2 separate regions of the Monodelphis domestica genome follow, and region 1 is linked to region 2. A link is a contact called in public Hi-C data. All regions are on one chromosome and are shown on one strand. The core of a region is the stretch at or near the end of the contact, and the rest is flanking DNA. Distances in the headings are between cores, read along the strand shown.

The links. Hi-C and Micro-C count contacts between places; a contact is called where the count stands out from the background.
Region 1: a Hi-C map of limb shows a contact between it and region 2, with 2.3 times the contacts expected there. The contact joins the promoter of ROGDI here to the promoter of DNAAF8 in region 2. A contact is called at or near these places in 2 of 2 Hi-C or Micro-C datasets (limb and spleen and liver).

What each region holds. Positions count from the first base shown.
Region 1 is chr7:174,278,406-174,284,461 of mMonDom1.pri, forward strand. ROGDI (rogdi atypical leucine zipper) reads right to left here and starts at 4,471. Exons shown (of 11, transcript XM_001367354.4): 1 at 4,268-4,471; 2 at 3,877-3,948; 3 at 2,980-3,062; 4 at 2,404-2,458; 5 at 1,409-1,489; 6 at 741-836. The coding sequence starts at 4,312. GLYR1 (glyoxylate reductase 1 homolog) reads right to left here. Exons shown (of 16, transcript XM_056806119.1): 16 at 4,834-6,056.
Region 2 is chr7:174,126,170-174,132,152 of mMonDom1.pri, forward strand. DNAAF8 (dynein axonemal assembly factor 8) reads left to right here and starts at 1,423. Exons shown (of 10, transcript XM_007498743.3): 1 at 1,423-1,912; 2 at 5,591-5,775. The coding sequence starts at 5,644. It overlaps ANKS3 (ankyrin repeat and sterile alpha motif domain containing 3), which reads right to left and starts at 1,149. Exons shown (of 17, transcript XM_007498738.3): 1 at 1,011-1,149.

The sequences.
Region 1 (6,056 bases), core at 3,221-5,720, 160 kb after region 2:
CTGTGCCGGAGGGCCAAAGTTCCTCTAGGCACTTTATGCATATTCTGAAGACTCTAATGTCTCTTTGAAGCCAGTGCCTGAACAGGGCCTCACCTTCCCTAACCAGAAGTTGCTAGTATGAACTAGGGATTCTGGGGGGACAGGATGAACTGCCTTTCCCTTGACTTTATTCCTTTTATTGCCATAATCTGAAGACAGTAAAAGGCAGTAAGTATTTTTTTTTCCTTAAAACCCTTACCTTCCGTCTTGGAGTCAATACTGTGTATTGGCTCCAAGGCAGAAGAGTGGTAAGGGCTAGGCAATGGGGGTCAAGTGACTTGCCCAGGGTCACACAGCTAGGAAGTGGCTGAGGCCAGATTTGAACCTAGGACCTCCCGTCTCTAGGACTGGCTCTTAATCCACTGAGCTACCCAGCTGCCCCCAAGGCAGTAAGTATTAAGGGGATATAGTTGATTATAAGAGTGAAAGATAACAGCCCCATTGGATCATCCAGAACCCCTTAGCCTCAATAACCTATTTCCCACTTATGAGTCCTAACTGATCAGGATCTGGGTGTTGGAGACCCAAAATTTCCCTATTCCCTGTTTGTATCATTAAAACACTCTGGAATCAGAGACCCAAAGAGTAGGAAAACCAGGGCAGTTAAGACAGTCTTTAGGATGGAAAGGACTGAGATATAAAAGGGAGCCACCATCAGGCAAGCCTTCTCCCATTCAGAATCTTTTCCTCAGAGCACTCACCTTTAGGACCTCAGCTCCTGTCTTGAACTGGTAGCTCTCATCCCGGTTGGCAAGGAGATAAATTGCTTGGCTGACATGATTCCTGGCATCCTGGATCTGAAGACACAAAGCCCACACCAACCACCCGATGTGGGTTGGAGGAAGAAATACTCTACCAGGAGTTGGCTTCCTAGTTTAGTTAACATCAGTTAGAATTGGGAGTTAACCTCAGAGCCTTCTAGGTGACTTGATGCATTGCCTTTTAAATGCAGTGCAATGTGCTCAGGGCTTACCTCCCGCTGTAATGGTTGGGTGGTGCTTCTGCTCCATTTCTTTAAACATTTCTGAGAGGATTCATGTGTAATAACATTTCTCTTTGTGTGTGGAGTACATGTATGTATATATATGCATGAGAGGAGTTTTGGGGAGCATGACGTCTCATGATTCCCAAACATGCATGTCCAACACATTCCCGAATCAAGGCACGGGTGCTGGAGGAACAGCAGCCACAGAATCCTTGCGGTCGGATTCCAGCTCCTAAGGTCCGCTGCTAGCAAGCAACCATCGTAATCTAGCACTCAGGACAACTAACCCCCAGTAAGTCTTCTCAGTTCAAATCCCTTGCTGTAGAACACCCACACCCTCTCCTGTACCGGAATACAGCCGAACAGTGTGAGGTAGACAATTACCTGCTGTAGTTTCCACTGCTTGTCTTCTCGGAATGCAAAGTGTAACAGCTGGTTATTTCTGGGCATTTTCAAATTCACATCCTGAGAATCAACAAAGAACAGCAGCAGTCAAATGGGAGATGCTTATTTATGCTAGTCTACTGTGTGTTCTCTTTCTACCTTCCACATAATCACAAGCAACAAGAGCCCTTAGGATAAGAATATCACCTGGGGCCAAGGGCAGTAAGGGCCTACTACATTCACTTTGGGCTGGATGTTTATATGGAGACCTGGGCTCCCAGGAGGATCAGAGATCCTGGGGAACAATGCTAGGCTCAGGCTCAGAGAGAGGCTCCAAAAGAGGGGACAGAAACAGGTACGGTGCTAATGATCCTGGGAGGAATATAGCAAGTAGCTAAGATTTTAACTTTTTTTGTGGGCAAAGACTGCATCATAAATCTCTTTTGTGGCTCTGTCCACTGGCCCTAGCTAACACATAGCTAGGTGGCAGGTACTTAGGAAATCATTGTTTTGATATTACTGAGATCAGGGTGAGAAGGAAAGCAAAGTTAGATAACTGGGTAACGCTAATTATCGAAACAGTGCTCCTGGTAAGAAAAATTGCAGAACCAAAAAGTCTGGTCTTTTCAGGATCTAATGACAAGGATGATATTTTCTGCTTCATTACAAGCTAGTTTCCAAGAATCTACTCCTTTAACAAGCCTTTATTTAATTCTCCCTGTTCATGGATAATGCTCTCAAGAAGCTTAATATCTAGTAAATGTGGAAAGGGCAAATATACAAATGTAGGGTCACTCAGACAAGAGGTACAATGTGCCATGGAGTTTCAGAAAGATCTCCCATAGAAAAGGTTTCACAGAGGAGGTAGGATTTGAGGTAGGCCTTGTGTGTAGGATTTCAGCAGTCAAAGATATGGGGAAGGAATTCTAATTTGAGAACATATAATCAAAAGGAAAGAGGCGGGAAAGCACAGGTTCTTCCCTTCAAAGACTCACCGCTTGGCTCAGTGCGTCCCCTTGTAGAGTCAACACGCCCTTCACCTGATCTGTGCTGTAATACATGACTGTTAGGGCAAAATCTTCTTCCTGTCAGCCCCCTCTTTAAGCCCAGAGACACCTCCCTCTGCTTTTGTGTAATCCTTGACCTTCCCTATCCCTCCTCACTTCCACCCCATATCTTAAGGCAAACACCTTCAGGATTATGGAGAAAGATTATTCTTAAGGTCTTTAGATACTTCTCCATGTAGGAATAGAAGCCTTTACAAGAACATATTTATGATTTTAGTTTGTAAAAATAGCTGTTATCTGCAACCTTCTTATATACTATATATGGATACCAAAGCTGTCAATATTTGAGATAAGATTAGACAGCAAAGAGAGTCCAATCTGGATTAGGGTAGCTCTGTTATTGACCCTCACCCTCTTGCACCTACTTTATACCCAAGGTAAAGACTGGGTGATGATACAGTAGGGTCCTCTACATTATTCCTGATCCTGTATTAGAACTGATCTTAAATCTTAGAGATGACATGCTTATCTGGAGTTAACCCCAAACTTCTTTCCCAGACTTACGTGGAACTTCCTAGGATGAAGTTCTCTTGCCTGGCTGGTCCTTCCGTTCCTGTCCCAGGCAGAGTAAATCGGTAAGAGGCTTCCTGTTGTGGAATAGAGGTGATAAGCTAAGAGAAAGTTTAAAGTTAATGTTGCCACATAGATGCAGCTCTGAGCCCAAGAGAAACTATTGCAATCAAACTTCCTTCTCAAAAGCTACCTTGAGAGACAACACAGTTAATCAAGAGGCAAAGTCAGCATATATCCAAAAATGTCTTTTCCCCAGGGCAGGTGCTCCCTGGCAATGCAAAGTTTCACAACACAGAAGTCATACTTACCCCCCAGGATCTTCCTGGGATCACTGGAATGCAGGAAGTGACCAGAGGAACACAGATTTAGTGTTGAAAGAAGACGGCTAAGTCGTGCAATGGGACTGGGGTCAGAAAGACTAGAGATCAAATGTGGTCTCAGACAATGGCTGTGTGCCTGATCCTGGGCAATTCGCTTAACCTTTGTCTGCCTCAATTTCCTCAGTGCAAAATGAGGATAATAATAATAGAACCTACCTTCCAGGGTAGCTGTGAGGATAAAATGGGCGTAAAGTTGCTTAGCAGTGCCCGACACATAGAAGGCCCTTAACAAATGCTTATTTCATTCCCAATCACCTCCCTGTTCAGACGGAGAAGGGTGAGGCCCACAGAGGTTGTGACTTGCCCACGATCCCACGGGTGTTTTACATCTGAAAACCAGGGCCTCTAATTTCAAATCCGAGCCTTTAAATTACACACTTTCTGGTTGGGTTCCAGAACTGACCAGCCATCTGAATGATCTTCAGTTCGTAGGTCTCTCCTTACCCCTTCTGGTTTCAACACAGATGGGGAGGCGGGGCAGAGCTGTGAGGGCCCGAGGAAGGATTACCTTGAGGATGTCCTGCAGCTGGCGTAGCACCGCGTGGACCTCGTCGTGAAGTAGCCACTGGAACTCCTCCTCCTACCCAAGGGAGAGTGAGATGAGCGGCGCCCTCGGGCATGCCCTCAAAGGGTATGGGTGGAGGAGGGGTGGGGACGCCTGGGCCGTTGCAGGCCTCGGGGGTTCCCAAACACAGTAGGTGCTGGCCTCTCCGCTTCGGCTGGTCCGAGATGGAGTGGGGGTGGTACGGCAGATGGAAGGAGCAAACTGGGGGCGAAATTCGCGTAGCTGTAGGGAGTCAGGGGGCGGTAGGACCTGCCCAGTCGGCCCCAGGCTCCGAGCTGGGTACACGTCCGGCTGGAGAGGGCGCCCAGGAGCGGTGCCCATTCGGGTGACTTACCAGCACCGCCCGCTCTGCCGCTGTCGCAGCCATCACGGTGGCCATCTCGGTCAACTCCGAAAACGTCGCCGCCGGCCCTTACCCAGGCCCTCAGACCCGTGGCCCCGCCTCCCACTCCGCAGTCTATAGGTTGATGGGTTCCGGGGAGCGGATAGGCGGCTTCTGGAGTTCAGCCTGCGCTCTGATAGGTAATGAAGGCTGCGATGCACAATTTCATTGGTTGGGCTGCCTTTTGCTCCCTCCTCATTTAGTTGGGCTTGCAGATAAACTGCACCGCACCCCACTCTGCTTTAATCTTGACTGGGCTTCCCTTCAGTCTTTTAGGTATCAAGTTCAGTCTTGGAAGCAGTTGGTTGGTGTATCCTCATCTCCCCATTTCTCTAATCGGACATTTCGTTTCTACTCTGCTCACGGATTAGTTTAACAGACAAGTGGAAATGGACAGGAGAGCCTTATGACATTAGATGGTTGGCTCTGTGCAGTTTCTTTTCCTTTAGCGCTCACAGGGCCTACCAGCCCCTGCAAGCCCTCCCACCTAAGATTCTCCAGCAACACAAACACATGGATTTACCAAGAAAGGTTTTATTTTCTTGCAGTAGCCTTGTTAATTGCACAAAATCATATTTTATTTTGCCATTTAAACATTATCACACAATCCTATTCTGAATGACAAACGTTAATTAAAAACAAAGCAAAAATAAAAATTCACAACCTTAATTACCTAGAGGGTTTGTCATTGAAAGGGGTAAAAGAAAACTGCTTTTCTTACAGGCTTTTCACAAATGTCACATTTTCTCTCTTAAAAAGGAGTCAAAAACAAAAGCGAAATAGCTAAAACATAAAGTCATAAAAAGGAACTTTACAGAATTGTCAACAATATTAAGACAACACTGACTAGCCAGTTTCATTACAGCATCACCCAGATCCAGAGCTTCTCCCCTCCCTCCCCCCACCCAATACTCCCTCCCACTATCCTGGCCAGAAACAGAACTGGCATGTTCAGAGACAGAGATAAGGACAGTATTGCCAGTGAAACAAACATCTGGACCAGAATTACTGCATCTTTCCTGTGTCCCCTCTCTTCTTCCACAAGTTTCATTTCTCAAACCTAGACTGTAAGAGATAAAGAGGAAAGAGGGACAAGCCTCCAGATACTGGAAAAAAAAAAACCCAAAACAACACAAAAAACAAAACCAAACTATACCCAAAGAGCTGTCACTTAACCCCCCCTCCCCCAATGAATATCGATCTTAAGTTTTATGTGACTTCAGAAAACCAACCCAAATGAAGGGGAAGGTAAGTTTAAGATTTCAGGGATGACAGTTTCTCCTTGTTCCTATGTACCATTTCAGTCCCACTCAGGTACCCTCCCCAAAGAGAATATAGGGATCTCCAAGATGGACTTGGGTTTACCTTTCTAGTCTGTCAGGACCCATCTCAGACAAAGTCTTCTCTTTCCCCAAACAGGGACTTTGTGGCCCCAGAGGCACAAAGAACATGATGCTGGCTGGAGTGCAATTACTCATTCCTTTACTAAGAACTGATCCCATGATTGGTCAGTGTTGGTTACCCAGGGCAGGGGAAACTAGGTCTGGGTCAAAGTAGGCAAAAAGACACACCCACTGTCTCTTCAAAGGCAGGGGTGGTTAGGAAGAAAAAACTGGTGGCATGCACAACAGGGCTCTCTGTATGGACATAGATGGAAGGGCCTAAAGGGAAGATCAAGAGGACTCCACAAGGAGCCAGAAGAGCATGTGACATAACGGAAACAGAAAGGAGTCAATCTTCT
Region 2 (5,983 bases), core at 173-2,672:
AGGAAATAAAATATATTCAATTGATATTAGGATCATTGATCTAGAGTGTTAAGAGACTTCAGTGAACATTTAGTTCAACCCTTTTATTTTACAGAAGAGGAAGCTGAGATCAAGAGATGACTTTTTCCAAGGAAGTTTCTCCAAGATCACAGAATTAATAGCAAACAGGGTAGCTAGGTGGTACAGTTGATAGAACACCGGACCTGGAGTTCAGATTCAGCCCCAGATATCTGCTAGTTGTTGTGTCCCTGGGCAAGTTACTTGGCTCTGTTTGCCCAAGTTTCCTTACCTATAAAATGTGCTTCAGAAGGAAATGCCAAACCATTCCAGTATTTTTGCTAAAAAAATTCCAAATGAAATCATGAAGAGCCAAACACAACTGAACAACAACAAAGCCAGGCTCACCATAATGAAAGTTTTGAGTTAGCTATTGATCAGTAGTTAGAGCACTGGGTCTGGAGACAGGAAGACCTAAGTTCAAATCTAGCCTCAGATACTTCCTAGCTGTATGACCACATGCTAGTTACATAGTCTCTGAATGTCTGACCAAAGGAACCACTGGAGAAGGAAATGGCAATCCATTCTAGTAGTATCCTAGGCAAGAAAATCCCATAAATGGATAGCTATGACCCATGGGGTTAAACAGAGTCAAACACGAATGAACAATTAAACTGAACAATAAGAAGTAACAAGGCCTGGATCTGAAAGCCTCTGGTCATTCATCTTGTTCCACTGCACCATGCTATCTTTACAATGCCTGGTTATAAGGTAGGCTGGAAGAAAAAAACTTAACCTGTTCAATTTGATAGCTAGGAGGTGTAAGAGACAGAGTTTGAGCTCGGGTCAAAGTACAGCGCTGCCCACTCCACAGATCCCCAAGATCCCTTCCAGCACTGAGTGTCGAAGACAGCTCCACGTCATTCCTGCCTTACGCCGAGCGGGCTCAGCATTCAGCCCCGTGGGACCGATCCGGGCACAGGCTGGCAGGTGCCCCCGCCCCCAGGTGGTACCTGCGCTGGGGACTCATGAGCCTCGAGGCCTTTGTCGGGCCGGGGCCACGTCCAACGACAACGGTCCTTCCTCAGCTCCCGCAGCCCGTGACGAAAAGGCCCCAGAGCCGTGGACTCAGGAAACAACAAGGAAATCGGCCCGCCGGTCACTTAACGCCCACATGACCCGTCGCTCCCTTCCAGGCTTGGCACAGCTACGGGGCAGGCCCCCAACCTTGCCTTCGGGAATTACGACTCCGTCCCGGCCAGAGGAAGAGGCACAAGCCTGCGGCTCCTAGGCTGGAGGAGAGCTCAACACATAGACGCCTCAACGCCCGTAACCCACACCCAGGGTCCCACGCCGGAAGTGATTGGGGGGACGCAGGGGACGCTGGGACTCTTAGTTTCCCCTTACGCCTCCTCAGGTCTAGAACACTGAAACGTAGAGTCTCGGACCTGTGGGGAAAACCCATGCCTTATCTCGGTCTTTGACGTGCTGATTGACCAATAAAGAATGAGAAAGAATTAAGCCCCGCCCACTAGGCCGAGCCAAGTGGACCAATTGTGTTTGGAGACTGAGCAAAACTCTGAAGATCTAGGTAGGAGAACGGAATAAGGCGAGGAAAAATAACAGAAGGAAAACAAAAAAAGTTGGCATTTTGTAGAGGTGTGGACAATGTTTCTTATTAGATTCAAATTTTGATCTTTGTGTAATTTTTTTTTAATTTGGTGTATTTTGTTGAAAGGGAAATAAAAAATTCCTTCTTCAAAAAAAAAAGTTGGCAGAATCAAAGATTTTCCTCGTTCACCCTCCATTCGGCTGGAAGAGAGACGCCTTTGGTGATGTGTTCCTATTCGGAGTATGTTATGTGCTATATGTCCCTGACGGGACCTGAGTGAGCAGTGGGAATCAGAAACTTCAGGTGAGTTGAGGCGGACCCGTTTCATCTGAAGGGAAAAATGTCCCTCTCTTAGGAGAACAGTTAGAAAGAAAAGTGATAGAAAGATGTGAGGAAATAACGAGAAGCCTTCCAATTCCCCAAATGTAAAAACAGAAAGAACAACTTGGGAAGGCAGTTAGCGTCTGGTTACCACGGAAACAGATGACTTAGTGACTCACGTGGTTATGAGTTGAAGCGACCCAGGAAAAAAGAGTATAGGTCTATTCCCTCACCGATCTTCCACTATTCCTCAACTTCAGACTCAAAAACAATAGATTAATCAATGCCAATTTTGCTATGTCAGATCTCAGATCTAGCTAAGTTCTGCAACTAGGACTTTGTAGGGATGTACCCAAGTCACTGCCACGCATTCAGCAACATTTATTATTGTTCGGGAGGCACTAAACTAATTGCTGAACTAAGCCCAGATGGCCCCGCTGTCTGGACATTTGATCTCTCAATGCTTCGTTTTCTTTTCTGTGAAATAATAAATTAACTCGGAGAACGTCTCCCAGGGTTATTTCGAGGATGAGGGTGAATGTGAAAGTGCCATGAGAAAGTAAAGAGTGTTGTACAAATGTCAATATTCATTAAATTATTGTTTTTATTATTAATTACTACATCAGTGGAAGGCATTTCCACACCAGGAATTCCTTATACCAATAATATCACAGGTCTGGATTACACAGGGTGTCCAAAAGTCATTGCAATTTAAAGCTTAAATATCTTATTAATGACCAAAGCCGCTTAAAATTGCACCAAGGTTTTTGGAACATCCCGTATAGAGAGGGATGGAGATTTTTTATTCTACAACTCAAGATTGTTGTAAATTTCTTAAAACAATTACTTCATTAGTTTGCATGCTACATTACAATTATCTTTTTGAGACTGAAGGCAGGAACCTAAACCAGGTAAGACTTTCTCCATTGCTACAATTCTATGAAAATGTTAATTGAGCAGATGTAGAGCTGCCTTCTGAGATCTCCCCACAAAAGTGTCCCAGATTCTTAAAAGGTTAGCGAACATGATAAAACCCCAGTTTCAAAGCCTTGTAAAATGTTAGAGCTAGATCATATGAATTTAGAAATCATCTGGTCCAACTCCCTCGTTTTTCAAATAAGCAACCAAGTCTCAGAGAAGCAAATTGATTTTCATATCATGCCTATTACTAAATAAAGAAGAGCTCCAGTTCTTTACTATGTCTACATAGTATTTTGTTGTTTAGTCCTTTTCAGTCAAGTTTGAATTTTTGTGACCCCTTTTGGGGTTTTCTTGGCAAAGATACTAGAGTAATTTGCCATTTCCTTCTCCAGTTCATTTTATAGATGAAGAAAACTGCAACAAACTGGGTTAAGTGACTGGCCCCTGAGTCACCTAGTTACTAAGTGTCTGGGAAATATGAGAGCCTTGGAGGTGCTTACAGGCCCAGATTTGATACCTCTGTTCTAGAGCACTGAGAAATGAAAGTATTTGCCTGGGGTCAATTAGCTAGTATGTGTCAGAGACAGGACTTGAGCCCAGATCTACATGCCTTCCTGGCCAGCTTCCTATATACTATACTACCTGTGTCTTAGAATCTATTTACATGTATGCCAGAAGAAGAAATGATAAGGTTAATTTTTTTAAAAACATGGAAAGACCTATAGGAAATTATGAAGCGTGAAATGAGTAAAACATTATATACAGTACAGAATTAATATTTGAAGAATAACTTGTGAACTCACCTCCAGAGAAAGAACTGATAAATAGAAATATGAAACACATAATTAATTTATACATATATATATTTGGTTTGGGGAGGTCAAGGAAAAGGAGAGATACCTGGGAATTTTAACATAATCAATAAACAAAAAATTTTTTTAAAGGGGGGAAAGAATCCATCCACAAAGTAAGTGTTTAATAAATGTTGAATTAAGTCTGTCCTAGATCTTTTTTGGGAAGACAGTGGAAAGATCTCTGATATTGAAATTGGGGTTCTACTATGCCCAAATGGCACTAAAAGACTGTCTGCCCTTTGATCCAGCCATAGCACTGCTGGGTTTATACCCCAAAGAGGTAATAAGGAAAAATACATGTACAAGAATATTCATAGCTGCGCTCTTTGTAGTGGCAAAATATTGGAAAATGAAAGAATGCCCTTCATTTGAGGAATGGCTGAACAAATTGTGGTATATGTTGGTGATGGAATACTATTGTGCTCAAAGGAATAATAAAGTGGAGGAATTCCATGTGAACTGAAAAGACCTCTAGGAATTGATGCAGAGTGAGAGGAGAAGAACCAGGAGAACATTGTACACAGAGACTGATAAACTGTGGTACAATCGAATGTAATGGACTTTTCCATTAGTGGCAATGCAGTGTTCTGGAACAACTTAGAGGGATCTATGAGAAAGAACACTATCCACATTCAGAGGAAGAACTGTGGGAGTAGAAACACAGAAGAAAAACAACTGCTTTATTACATGGGTAAAAAGGATATGATTGGGGATATAGACTAAATGATCATCCTAGTGCAAACACCAACAACATGGAAATGGGTTCTGATCAAGGACACATGTAATACCCAGTGGAATTGCCTGTCAGCTATGGGAGGGGTGGGGAGAGGGGAGGGAGGAATAGAATATGATTTTCGTAACCAAGGAATAATGTTTGAAATTGACCAAATTAAAAAAAAAAAAGAAACTGGGGTTCTAGACACAGCCGTGCTAATAACATTCTGTGACCAAGATATTGAAATGGTATGTGGTAAACAGAGGGCCACGTTTAAAGTCAGCTAGAGACTTAGGTTCAGACCCTGCCTCACTGTGTCAAAGTGACTAACAGTGTTGGGGCAAGTCATCTAACTTATCACTACCCTAAGGAAACTCTTGCAACTGCTAAACAACATTGGGACCTGGGGATTCTTCATACTGATGAAATCACAGGTTTGAGCCAAATACCACCACCCTATTTTCTTTCTTTTCTCTCCCCCCCCCAGTATACTTTTATAAATTAATTTTTTATTTTTTTCCAGATTACATGTCAATGCAATTTTTAATAATCATTTTCTGACATTTTTCAATCCATGTTCTCTCTTTATCTCTTACCCCTCCCTGCTCTCCAAGACAGCAGGTAATATGATAATAGACTTTAAATGTTACCATATAGTAGATATTTCATTGTTCATCATGTTGTAAAAGAAGACATATATTGATTGCTTACACTAGAGAAAATTTAATGGAGAAAATAAACTGAAGAATGATATGCATCAATCTGCATTCAGATTCCATCAGTTTCTTCTATGACAGTGGATATCCCTTTTTGTTATAAGTCCCTTGGAGTTGTCCAAAAGCCTTGTCTTGTTGATAATAGGTAAATTATGCACAGTTGATCATAATACATTATTGTTGTTACTATGTACAACATTCTCCTACTTCTGCTCACTTCACTCTCCATCGCTTCCAAAAACTCTTTATAGATTTTTTTTGTGATTGTGTTATTTGTTAGTTTTTTCTAGCACAATAGTATTCCATTCACATTTCTATTTTATATAAGTAACTTTATCTGTGTGTAATTTGGTTTCCTCACCTCAAAGATGAAAGGATTAGATGACATTTCTAAGGGCCTCTAAATTGTATTAGTGAATCATCCAAACTTCATGCCTTGCTCTATTTTTTTTAGTTTTCCTCAAGTGATTTCATGTGGATAGGATATCTGCATGATAGTTGTTTCCTATGACATCAAAAAATGAACAAGATCTTATTGGCTACAACCAGTTTCCTTGCCTATTCCATACATCAATGTGGGGATCTATCTTGGCTTCAGTGAAAGAACAACTCCCATCTTTTGAGTCAGATTCTTCCTCAGTAAGTAAAAGTTGCTTTATGTGGTTTCTATTGGACAGAGAACTTTTTTCCTATGATAAACAGAAATTTGACTTGTGATATCTCCATATTTCTATATCTAAGTTCTGCTCTTTAACCTTTTTAATTTTTATAAATTTTCACAAATTATAAATTAATTGACAGTCATGTTTTCAACTTAATGTAAATAATTTTATTGTTCTTAAGTCTT